2 separate regions of the Rattus norvegicus genome follow, and region 1 is linked to region 2. Evidence: chromatin contacts called from public Hi-C data. All regions are on one chromosome and are shown on one strand. The core of a region is the stretch at or near the end of the contact, and the rest is flanking DNA. Distances in the headings are between cores, read along the strand shown. Region 1 holds the start of Zfhx4 (zinc finger homeobox 4). Region 2 holds the start of Pex2 (peroxisomal biogenesis factor 2).

Region 1 (5,002 bases), core at 2,221-4,720, 360 kb after region 2:
AATAAACACACAGCAATGCTCTCCACAGTTTACGCCATAAATATTAAAACCATTAAAAACAACTCTTTGACCCTTATGATCCTTACACTGAAGCCAGGTACAAGAGGTTAAAACAGCTGGTTAGTCATCTTTTATTTTTTTGTGTTCTTTCCTGCTGCTTGAAACCACAGCCCTTGAACAATATCAAACATTCCCTTAAGGATTGACTTTGTATTTTATTTTTCTTAAGATGAGGAAAGAAAACCTTCTATTTCTTTAATATGCTTCTCAGTGGAGAAGAAAAACTTTAGAACACAGTCAAAGATGAAATGAAATAATCCCCAAATTACCTTTCTGCTTTATTAAAACCCATCCTTTCCAACAAATGTTATACACATCATTCTTTTTATTCTTCCGTTAGAAAAGAGAAAATAGCAAAAAGAGAAAGAGAAAGAGAGAAAGAGAAAGAAAAAGGAAGAAAGAAGGAAAGAAAGAAAGAAAGAAAGAAAGAAAGAAAGAAAGAAAGAAAGAAAGAAAGAGAAAGAGAAAATCTGAGCTTGCTCCGTCAGTTTTGTCAGTAAATATAAGGTAAAGGAAGTGTGGATGGCAGCGAGTGCTACATACCCGGGCTGTGTTTTTGCATTGCTCTCAATGGAAGCGATCGATGCCTGTGTCACTGTCGCGTCCCAATCGCAGCCAAGTCTCAGCCTTAATCTAAGCACCAACCGAAAAGGCAGCGGCAGCCGCAGCCTCTCCCTGACTCCATCCATCCACCCAACTAAAAATATAATACTACATATGAGCTTTAACCACTCCGCGTTTATAGGGACCAAGCACTGAAAAGCCAGGAGAACACAATAAAAAAAAAAAAAGACAGAAAGAAAAGGAAAAAGAAAAAAAAAAAACAAAACAAAACAAAAAAGAAAGCCTCCTGTCTCCTGTCTTCTCTCCTCTCCCTCTCTGTCTTCCTCTCTCCTCTCTCCCCCCCGTGTCTCTCTCTCTGTCTCTCCTTTTGCCATCTACATGATTCTTGATTAAACATGGAACAGAGTTAATAAAGGGGGGGGGGCTCAAGGAGAGGAAATGCAACTGTCAGAAATCAGGAATGCTAGATTTCCTGGTGAACCTGCCTCTGTCAGAGTCAGTGTCAATCCACCATCTTCAGCCACTGAACTTGTGTTTGGGTTTTTGTTTGGTGGTGGTGGGGGATGTTGTTCTGTGTGTGCTTTTTGGGGGAGGGGGAAAGTGAAGGCAAGGTGGATGCTGGAGGTGGGGGGAGTGGGATGAATGTGTTCTCTCTCTCTCTCTCTCTCTCTCTCTCTCTCTCTCTCTCCCTCTGTGTGTGTGTGTGTGTGTGTGTGTGTGTGCAGGGGTCGGAGTGTGTGTGTTGGGGGGGGTGTCCATGTTTGTGATCTGAACCTTTGGTACCTACAAAGAGGGTGTCTCACGGAACAGTAGCTAAAACCTCACTAGGACTGCACGGAACTGTGGAGACACAGCCGAAGGCACTGCTGGAGCCTCATATCTGGGCTGGACCCTAGACCCAGCGCTTCAAGGAACCCCCCACCCGGCTTGGATCACAGGTAACAAAAGAAATACAAACCAGTACACTGTCTTCTGGGGGAGGGGGCAGGATGGGAAACCTTCCGGAACTTTTGTACAATTCCAGGGAAATTTTATTTTATTTTTCTGATAGAAAAGAGCAGAAAGAATGGAAAGAGAGGGAAGCAAAGGACAGAAGGAGAGAGAGAGAGAGAGAGAGAGAGAGAGAGAGAGAGAGAGAGAGAGAGAGAGAGAGGAAGAAAAGAGAAGAGAAAGGAAAGAAAAGGAAAGGAAAGAAAGAGAAGAGAAGAGAAGAGAAGAGAAGAGAAGAGAAGAGAAGAGAAGAGAAGAGAAGAGAAGAGAAGAGAAGAAGAGAAGAGAAGAGAAGAGAAAAGAGGCAAGACCAATCTCATTCCAACCCCTGTTCGCCTAGCTGATCGGGCCAGGAAGGCACGCTTGGTGCCGGCTGAAGCTGAGGAGGTGAAGTTCATTTGCAGACATGAAACCCTGTAGTTGGGGGTGGGGGGGAGTAAGGAATGAATCAGTTCCCACAGTCGGCCACGGCCCACCCCCTCCCCACACACACACACACAAACACACACCCTTGCCCTTTACAAAAAAGAAAGCAAAGGCTCTTGATCCCCAGCCTCCGGTGTCCTCTTGAGGGCGGCGACCTAGCTCCGGGGCGAGCAGCCTCCACCCCTAGGTCCGCGGACCCAGGCCCGGAGATCCCGCCTCCTAACGGACCTGCCAAGTCTGCGGCGCCGGTGCAGCGGTGAGCCGCCCTGGCCTGCCGCTGCCCGCTGCCGCTCTCCGCGGACCGGTGTCTACCTGGAGCCCAGCCCCGCGCTCGCCCATCCTCCTGGGCCCCGCGCCTCGCGCGCGCCAGCCCTGGCCTGCCGCAGCCCCCGCAGTGAGCGCCCTTCGGGAACTTCAGAAAGGGTGGGGAAGGGAAAAGGAAAAAGAAAAGGAAAACGAGAAGGGTGCAGGGAAGAATCCAGGGAGAGAAAAGGGGGCTCCCAGCCCCACCGACCAACGTCCAAACTTTCGGAGAATGTGTGCCTGTGCCGAGGAAGCATCATCTCAATGGGGCGCAGGCTGGCGTCCGAGAACGGTTGCCGAGCTGACAGCTTCGCCCGGCCACCAGAGTGTCCCCGGCTCCCAGTGAAGGCAGAACCCGAAAAGACAGGGAAAAAGACAGAACTACTCGGCCGAAAGTCACTTAATCCAAAAGTTAAATCCCGAAAATCATGCCCCCCCCGCGCCCCAAGTAAAAAAACACCCTCCCCCTCCGCCCGTGCCTTCTCACTCCCTCAGCAGAGCAAATCTTTGAGCCAAAAAACGGGGGAAAGAGATGGAAAAGGGGGGCAGAGCGGAAGAGGTGGTCGGGATGAGGGTATGTGTGCTAGGGCGAACGGTAGCAAGCGAGCTAGGAGTAGAGAGGGAGAGAGGCGGAGAGGGAGAGAGAGAGGGAGCGAAATATCAAAGATTGTGCAAGATCAGGCTGGAAAGATAATCGATACTCGACCTAAATTTAACACAAACTACTCAATAAAAGTTAAAGAAAAAACTTACTTTCCATTTCCCCTGCAGTTCCTACTCGATCTTCGCCTCTTTTTTGTTTTGCTTTTATTTTACGTACAGCTGATCACATCCAAGTAAAACGAGAGGGTTCATTAAAAAAAATAAAAAAATAAAAAAATAATCCTCGAACTTTATTGGGTGAAAATAAAAACGCTGGAGCAGAAAGTGGGGGGCACGGAGCGGTCCTCGGGGGTCCGGGAGGAGTTAAAGCATGTGCCGACCGCGGTCTCTCTGTTTGGTTGTGAAGGGGTTGGGAAAAGGAGGAAAGGAAATGAAAATCCGATATGTCTTTATTCTGCTAATTATTATCGTTTTAGCCCTGTTTAAAAAAATGGCTGATTAAGTTGAGTGCGCATGTCTTTGTGTGTCTATTCCCGATATGCACTCTGGGAATGAGAGAGGAGAGCGAGGGAGAGGGGGAGGGAGGGGGGAGAGGTGTAATTAGTGAGGTGATCAACATTCCCCAGACTGCAAATGACGCGCAGCCGGGACTCAGAGCAGCCCGGGAGCCTCACGTCTTACAAGGCTCCTTGCGCTGCGGCTGGAGCCCTGGACTAGGCGACCACGGAGACAGGGGATGGGAACCTCCGGGGCTCGCACCCCATGCGCCCCTGCTCACAACTCTCAAACTTCATTAGACACACACGTACACATATTCACACACAGAGAGGGCAAAGGGAAGAATATAAAAGCACAAATAGTTCCTAAGAAATGCCCTTTTAGAGTTCTAGATTTTTTTTTTTTTAATGAGGCAAAGTAATTACTCTCGGACCAGAGATTTGTTTACCAGGGAGCCTGAAGGAGAAATACAAGTCAAGTTATTAAGAGCATTTCTCTTAGTTTATTCTACTATGCACCGGGACATACTTTAATGGGGAAGTACTAGGGCCTGAGCAAATATGCAGATGTATGTAAATAAAGAGTGCCTATCTCTGTGTGCAAACATCACCCAACCCAACCTCCTTCAAAGGAGGAATTTCTCTCTGGATAGGCAGGCATTCTATTTAAAACAGTATTTTGCACTTGCATTCACATAAGAGAAAACCTAGGGAAGTGGTTAGTTTAGTCAAAGTAAACTTCTAAATGACAGTAAGTCCGGGCTGTAAGAGTGAAACTGGGGTACAGTCTAGCTTTTATGTAATATTTTCGAGTATTTTATCAGAATCACAAAAGTTCAATGTAATAGGTTTAAGAAGACTTAGGGAAGAAAACCTTTCATCTTTCTAGTCTGTTGAGTTACCTTTCTTGAAGCACATTATGATGAATTTTAAAACCCCACTACAGATCTCATTAGAGTGAAATATACTTGGTATTTTCTGGTGCAAAATTTAAGGTGGCTGATTCTCATTTGAAAATCTAATTATCTCTATCCAATATTACAGATGTGAATATGAGTGACACTTTCATTAAAAGATAATTAACTAACACTCGGAATAGACATATTTTTAAATACCCCCTACTGAATGTGGGATATATATACATATGTATATATATATACATATATATATATATATATATGAATTGCTACTCTGCATCTTGATACACTACTGCACTAGAGGTCACAAGTAGACACTATCTACATAATATTTTAAAACCAGGAATCACATAATGAAAGTAAGAGTAACCAATCAAATGCACTACGGACAGGAAACAGGAGTGCTGCCCAGCCTCCTGGACAGGTGAGGCATCAGCCACTTCGGACTGACAAGCCTTTGAAGTTTCGGATTGCCAGGATCTGCTTCAAAACCTTGTTTTAGGCCTTAGAAACCAAAGGTACCAAACATCAACAGCAAGGTTTATAGCACATCACTGCAACTCCAGAGACAGTAAACACATCTTCCTGGATCTGACACCCTTGTATTTATCAGTGTATACTCCTTACATCCTAGGACAGATG
Region 2 (5,535 bases), core at 2,227-4,726:
AAAATATTTATTTAATGTGACATGAGAGGACTCAACAGAATTTTGATGATTTGTATATGCTTGACACAGGAAGTGGCACAAATAGAAGGTATGACCCTGCTAGAGTAGGTGTGACTTTGTTGAAACAGGTATGTCACTGTGGGTGTGGGCTATAAGATCCTCAACCTAGCTGCCTGGAAGTCAGTATTTTGCTGGCAGCCTTCAGATGACGATTTAGAACTCTCTGCTCCTCCTGCATCAAGCCTGCCTGGATGCTGCCTTGATGATAATGGATTAAACCTCTGAACCTGTAAGCCAGCCCTAATTAAATGATGTCCTTATGAGAGCTGCCTTGGTCATGGTGTCTGTTCACAGCAGTAGAACCCTAAAACAGCAATCAAATAGGTTTTTGTAAAACCAGTGATTAGAGAGATGTAAGCATGGAAAGGGGAAAGAGGAGCTGAGGGTCTCACCCCTGTTGCTAACCAGAAGACAGAGGAAGATAGCCCCCAAAGAGAGACTGTGGGTGATGTCCAGGCAATGCATACAGTCCTCTGCTAACAACAGTCAGGGAAAAAAAGGAGGGGAGAGAAGATGAGGGAAAGAGAGTGGAGGAAGGAAAAGAAATAGAACAAAGGAAAGGGAACAGAGGAAAGTGAAGGAAGGGAAAAGAAAGAAAGAGGGGGAAAAAAGAAATGAAAGAAACCTCAATCTGACATCAGCAAATAGCTAAATTTGGCAAACTATTAAACAACCAGTGAGCAAAAGGGCCATAGTCCTCCACTGAGCTTTATAGGAAAAACAGGGCCTGTAGGCACCTTGATTTTAGTGCGCTGAGGTCCATCTTGAGATATAAAATAAAAAAAAAGAGTTATTTTAAGGTGACAACTTCATAGTAATTCTTTACAGCAGCAACAGTAAAATAAAAAGATTGTATGATCAACTTTTTCTTAAAAGACCCAATTATATTGATTTAAGAATAATGTAATATGCTAATACAAATTTACGTTCTTAAAGTCAGCAATTTTAAAATATGTTAGCGGCATAAATCAATGTGTTCTTAACATTTTTATTGTTAAATTCTTTAAAGCCTAACAGCCACTAAAAGGCAAAAGGAGGATACAAGATGCCATTATATTTTCTTTGTACCTAAAGGTAAAAGAATAATCAATTTTTCTTCTTTAAACTCTCATAGTAAATGAAATATATTCATTCTTTCAGTACTCCTTAAAAGACCACAGTCAAGTCTTCATAAGATTCTTTCTTAGTACATCTGTACGAATAATTCTAGGCTTAAAATGTTAATGTGTTGAATTTACAAAAGCAAAACACACTATACTTTGCTTATTGTCTACACAGTCACCAACTTGATCCTTATTAGCTCCTACAAATTGGCCATGTCTGTCTTCTCTTTGGCTTGTTTTCTCATTAACACTGTGTAGCAATATTCCTCACCCAGGAATAAAACCAGGCCCAGGCTATCGTTCAATAAATGAGTGGATATGTTTTTAAGGCAAGTTTTAAAATAGCAAAATCAAGTTTTCTGAAGCTACTAGCTCAGTATAAAAATAAAGAAGTACACTATATTAATAAATCCAGAAATTATTTTAAATATTTTAAGCAGTAATTTTAAATGCTATGCTTCCTGGCATTTTTAAGAATCATCTAATATAATTCAAACTTCCTGTGAAGTTGGGATTTTTTATTGTCCAGATACTGTGATGCTCATGAGACTTATTAAAACTCTTTGAACTCAAGATGCTTTCTGAAAATGTCTTCTGTAGTTATTATTGTGTGTGCACATGTGGTGTGTTTATATGTAATTGTTTTGTGTGTGTGTGTGTGTGTGTGTGTGTGTGTGTGTGTGTGTGTGTGTATGGGGCAGTCATACTGAACGATCCAAGACAAAGTACTCTTTCCCTTATGAGTATCTAGGAACCAATTTGTCCCTCCTGCTTAGCAGAAATTACCTTTCTTTGCTGAGCCTTCTCCCTGGTCCCCTTTTTAATTTTTTTCTTTTAAATTTCACCTTTGTCCTCATGAAGATCAAGTGAACTAGGCAAGAAAAAAAAAATATACAGTTGTCTTCCCAGTATGTAGCATCTGAGACAGAAGTGCTTTGAGGCCAATCATAGCTACATTGCAAAAGACAGTCTCAAAAGCGAAAACACAAAAACAAAAACTAAAAGGTGAATCAGTCTATCCTTGGCCTACCAAGGAAAAGACAACATGGGCACCTTACTACACAAGTAACTCAAAGCCTTGCTCTTCAAAGAGAATTTACTCTCTTGAGCAACAGCGCCCAACGAAAACATAATGGGAATTACATTGATTTAAATTTTTTGGAACACTTTCAATATAATGGCCAATGCATCAAATTGATGAGTATTTTGTATCCCTTTATGATGTCTTAGAATTATGTCCATACGTTACAGGTAGAGTAGGCTTATTTCAAAGCAGTCACAAGAAGACAGTGGCCATCACTGGTGGTTATACAGGATGCATCTCTAGACATCTCCTTCCATTCTCTATCTGAATTCCATACCCAGCATCTCAACCGGGAGCTCCTCCTTCTTTGTCTTCTACACTGTTGGGGTTACTTGGTAGAAAAAGATTTGTTTGCCTTCTTTGTCCTCCATCCTATTTTGCCCCCAAGTTCTCCTTTAATGTATAGAAGATACTCTGGATGCCGATAGCACACTGTGCGAATCAGAATTGTACTGAGTGCATGATTCTGAGGTTCTTACTACATTCTCCTTTATCTTGCCCATGTGTGATGCTCTAAAACTCTGATGCTCAGGATAATTCTTGAAACAAAATACAAGGAAAGTGTTTGGGGTGTTGGAAACAATTGTATTCTTGTATCACTACCTAGACAAGCCTGGGTCCAGCTGGTGTAGGGTGGATATGGGGCGGGGTTGCAAGCATTAAAGAGTCATTACAAATTTGGTATAGGCTCTACCTGATTTCCTAAGAACCTTAAGACCAATCCACCCAGCCAGGGTCATTCCTGCTCATTGTCTCCAGACTGCCTTCCACCGGGTGGCTTTCAGCCAGCAAGGCTACTCGATGGGGACCTAGAGTGTTGCCACATATTTGGGGACAAGGTCAGACATCCGAGAGGACCCAAGGTCAGTCCCAGGCCTCAGTTGCGCAGGCGCACGTCTCTAGCCGGCGGCGCCTGTCCAGCGGCCCGCAGCGGCGTCCGAGGGATCAGAGCCCGCCCGCATTACCCAGAGGTCCCAACGGGATGTGACACGAAAGCCTCTTCACGCCGGTCCCTGACCCCGCGCTGACCGCTTGGTGACTCTTCTGCCAATCAGAGGCAGCTTTGCAGACCAATCCCAGGGCGTGGAGTGTCCTCTTCGGCGTCTCCTTCCATCGTCCCTTCGGTTCCTCGGCTCCTCGGCTCCTCGGCATTTTCCGCCGTTGGGCCGTATGCAGCTTTCCTCTAAACCACTGACTGTAATTTCCCAGGTTTCTTTCAGCCACTTCCGGGTCTTCCGTCGTTCCGGAAGCCCGCGAATTCCGGAAGCGAGGGCTACCCAGATTCGGCTAGGAAAAGCCCAGCTTGCCAGAGAATGTTTGAGAAAAGTTTGCGCGGCGCTGGTGTGTTCCGCAGACCCTGCAGGTCAGTGTCCGCTCGGAGGCGGTCCGGCGTGCGGGCCCCGCGCTCTCGGAGGACGGCCTGGCGACGTTCGCCTTGGCTGCAGGCCGCTGTGGCTTCCTGTCTTTCTGGAAGGAGCCAGCCTGTCTCTGGGTTTCCGGAAAGGCAGTAAAACAAATCCAAACTCCTAGTTTTCCCCTAGTTTAATGCCATCACACAAACAAAGCGACTCTGCAGGGAACCAACCTCTGCATTCCCCGGGGCGACGTTGCAGACAGCCCCGAAAGCGCCTCCTCGCCATTAACAGTACTAGGTATTTTTAACTCTTAAATAAGAATCTCTCGGGGTTTATGAAAAAGTTTTTTTTTTTTTCTCAATGTTTTGGAGTTTCAACCCTTTCTAGGGCCCATTCACTTAAAATCTCGGTCTTGGTCTCCGTTGGAAGAGGTACTGAAGATTTTCTTACGAGATAGCTTCTGATGTACATTGAAATTCATTAGTTTGTTATAAGGAATGTGATAATCATTTCTGTTCTTCTCTTAGGGGGGTCCTTAAAAGTCTTTGCTGGTTCGCTAATTTATTCACGTGCCATTTCACACACACAAAGACTCTTGGCAAAAGGATTTTTCACGTATGGAAACTTTCCCAATATGTCGGTTTCAAATATTCTGTGGCACCCTTTGCCACATTTTCATCTTGACTATTTTAAATAATTGATGTATGTCTAAGAGACCCCACCCTAGACGCCCTTACCAGTTTGTAGTCAAAACACCTTCCAGGAATGTGTGGCCTTTAGTTAAACCTGAACAGAATGGGTTTGGAGTGGCAGACTTTTCTTTCTTTTTACTGTCTTGATCCTTTTTGTACTACCAATTACTTGTATCCAGAACGATTACAGTTGAAAGACCATGAGCCAGGAGATTTGAAAGAGGAGTCAGTAGAATTAGTTTGGGGGGGAAAAAAAATGAAGCTTTTCTTTTTTCCCCCTTTAAGAAGTAAAATAACTGAGCATGCTAGGCCACTAAAAGGAAAAGAATTAAGTCCTAGTCTTGATTATAGTTTGTTTCTGCCTAGCTTTACCTTTTGGCCTAATTCTCCTTTTTAGTAATTAGAGGTAGCACTCAATCTGTGGTTTTAAAATTGTTCCATAAAAGAACTTTTGTAGAAATTTCCTGGAGCCATGCAGAGGAGAGACAAAGCCAGCCGACTGTCAGCTGTAGTTTAACAAGCACAGCTTGTTCTTATGTTCTTATATATATTCTTATATAACAGTGTTCCTGTTAGGATTTAATTCATATCTCGGACCAGATGATCTGCCTTGCTTTTTAGCATGAAAATTCTCCTTCTTAGGACAGTTGTTCATTTGTTTTCAGTCTGCGTTCATTTGATTATTCTGGCACCCCAAAGTTATATATTCATAGTTTCTAAAAGGGGCCAACATGGCAATGCTGTTTCATTTTATAAAATAGTGGTTCAAGTTTCATTCTGTCTTTTTGATCACTCATAATTCCTAATTTCCCTTCCTTCCAAATATTCTTGTTTTTCTTTCTTTTTTTTTTTTTTGACTATAATTAAAGTTTAGTTTAAATTGATGGTCATAAAGGTCTTTGCAGTGATTTTCTGTTTGACCAGTTCAGTCTCTGAGCCTTAAAAGGTATGTGAGGACTTGCTGGCCATCCCTTGTCTAGTAAAATTAGGGATCTAGCACCATATCATCTTAAGTAATTTTCAGATTCCTATAGTGCAAAGAAAGTGTGAACTGTATCAGTTTTTATATCTGAACCAATGTTCACTTGAGTTTGCTTGTAACCTTCACCTGTTCTTGGTAATCTGGGTTAGAAAACAGGAGTGTAGGCTACATGTTCCCTGTCTTTTTCCTGTGAAGTAAAATTAGCTTCTAAGTACTCTGTGGCCCTCCTTCATTCCTTCAGAATGTGAAAGAAACCTTT

The links. Hi-C and Micro-C count contacts between places; a contact is called where the count stands out from the background.
Region 1: a Hi-C map of kidney shows a contact between it and region 2, with 4 times the contacts expected there. The contact joins the promoter of Zfhx4 here to the promoter of Pex2 in region 2. A contact is called at or near these places in 6 of 12 Hi-C or Micro-C datasets (the Rat2 cell line, frontal cortex, kidney and 2 more) and 1 of 1 datasets of contacts at active chromatin or transcription factors (oligodendrocytes).

The regions. Positions count from the first base shown.
Region 1 is chr2:98,311,999-98,317,000 of GRCr8, forward strand. It overlaps Zfhx4 (zinc finger homeobox 4), which reads right to left and starts at 3,471. Exons shown (of 11, transcript NM_001191702.1): 1 at 3,097-3,471.
Region 2 is chr2:97,954,154-97,959,688 of GRCr8, forward strand. Pex2 (peroxisomal biogenesis factor 2) reads left to right here and starts at 3,477. Exons shown (of 3, transcript NM_017234.2): 1 at 3,477-3,610.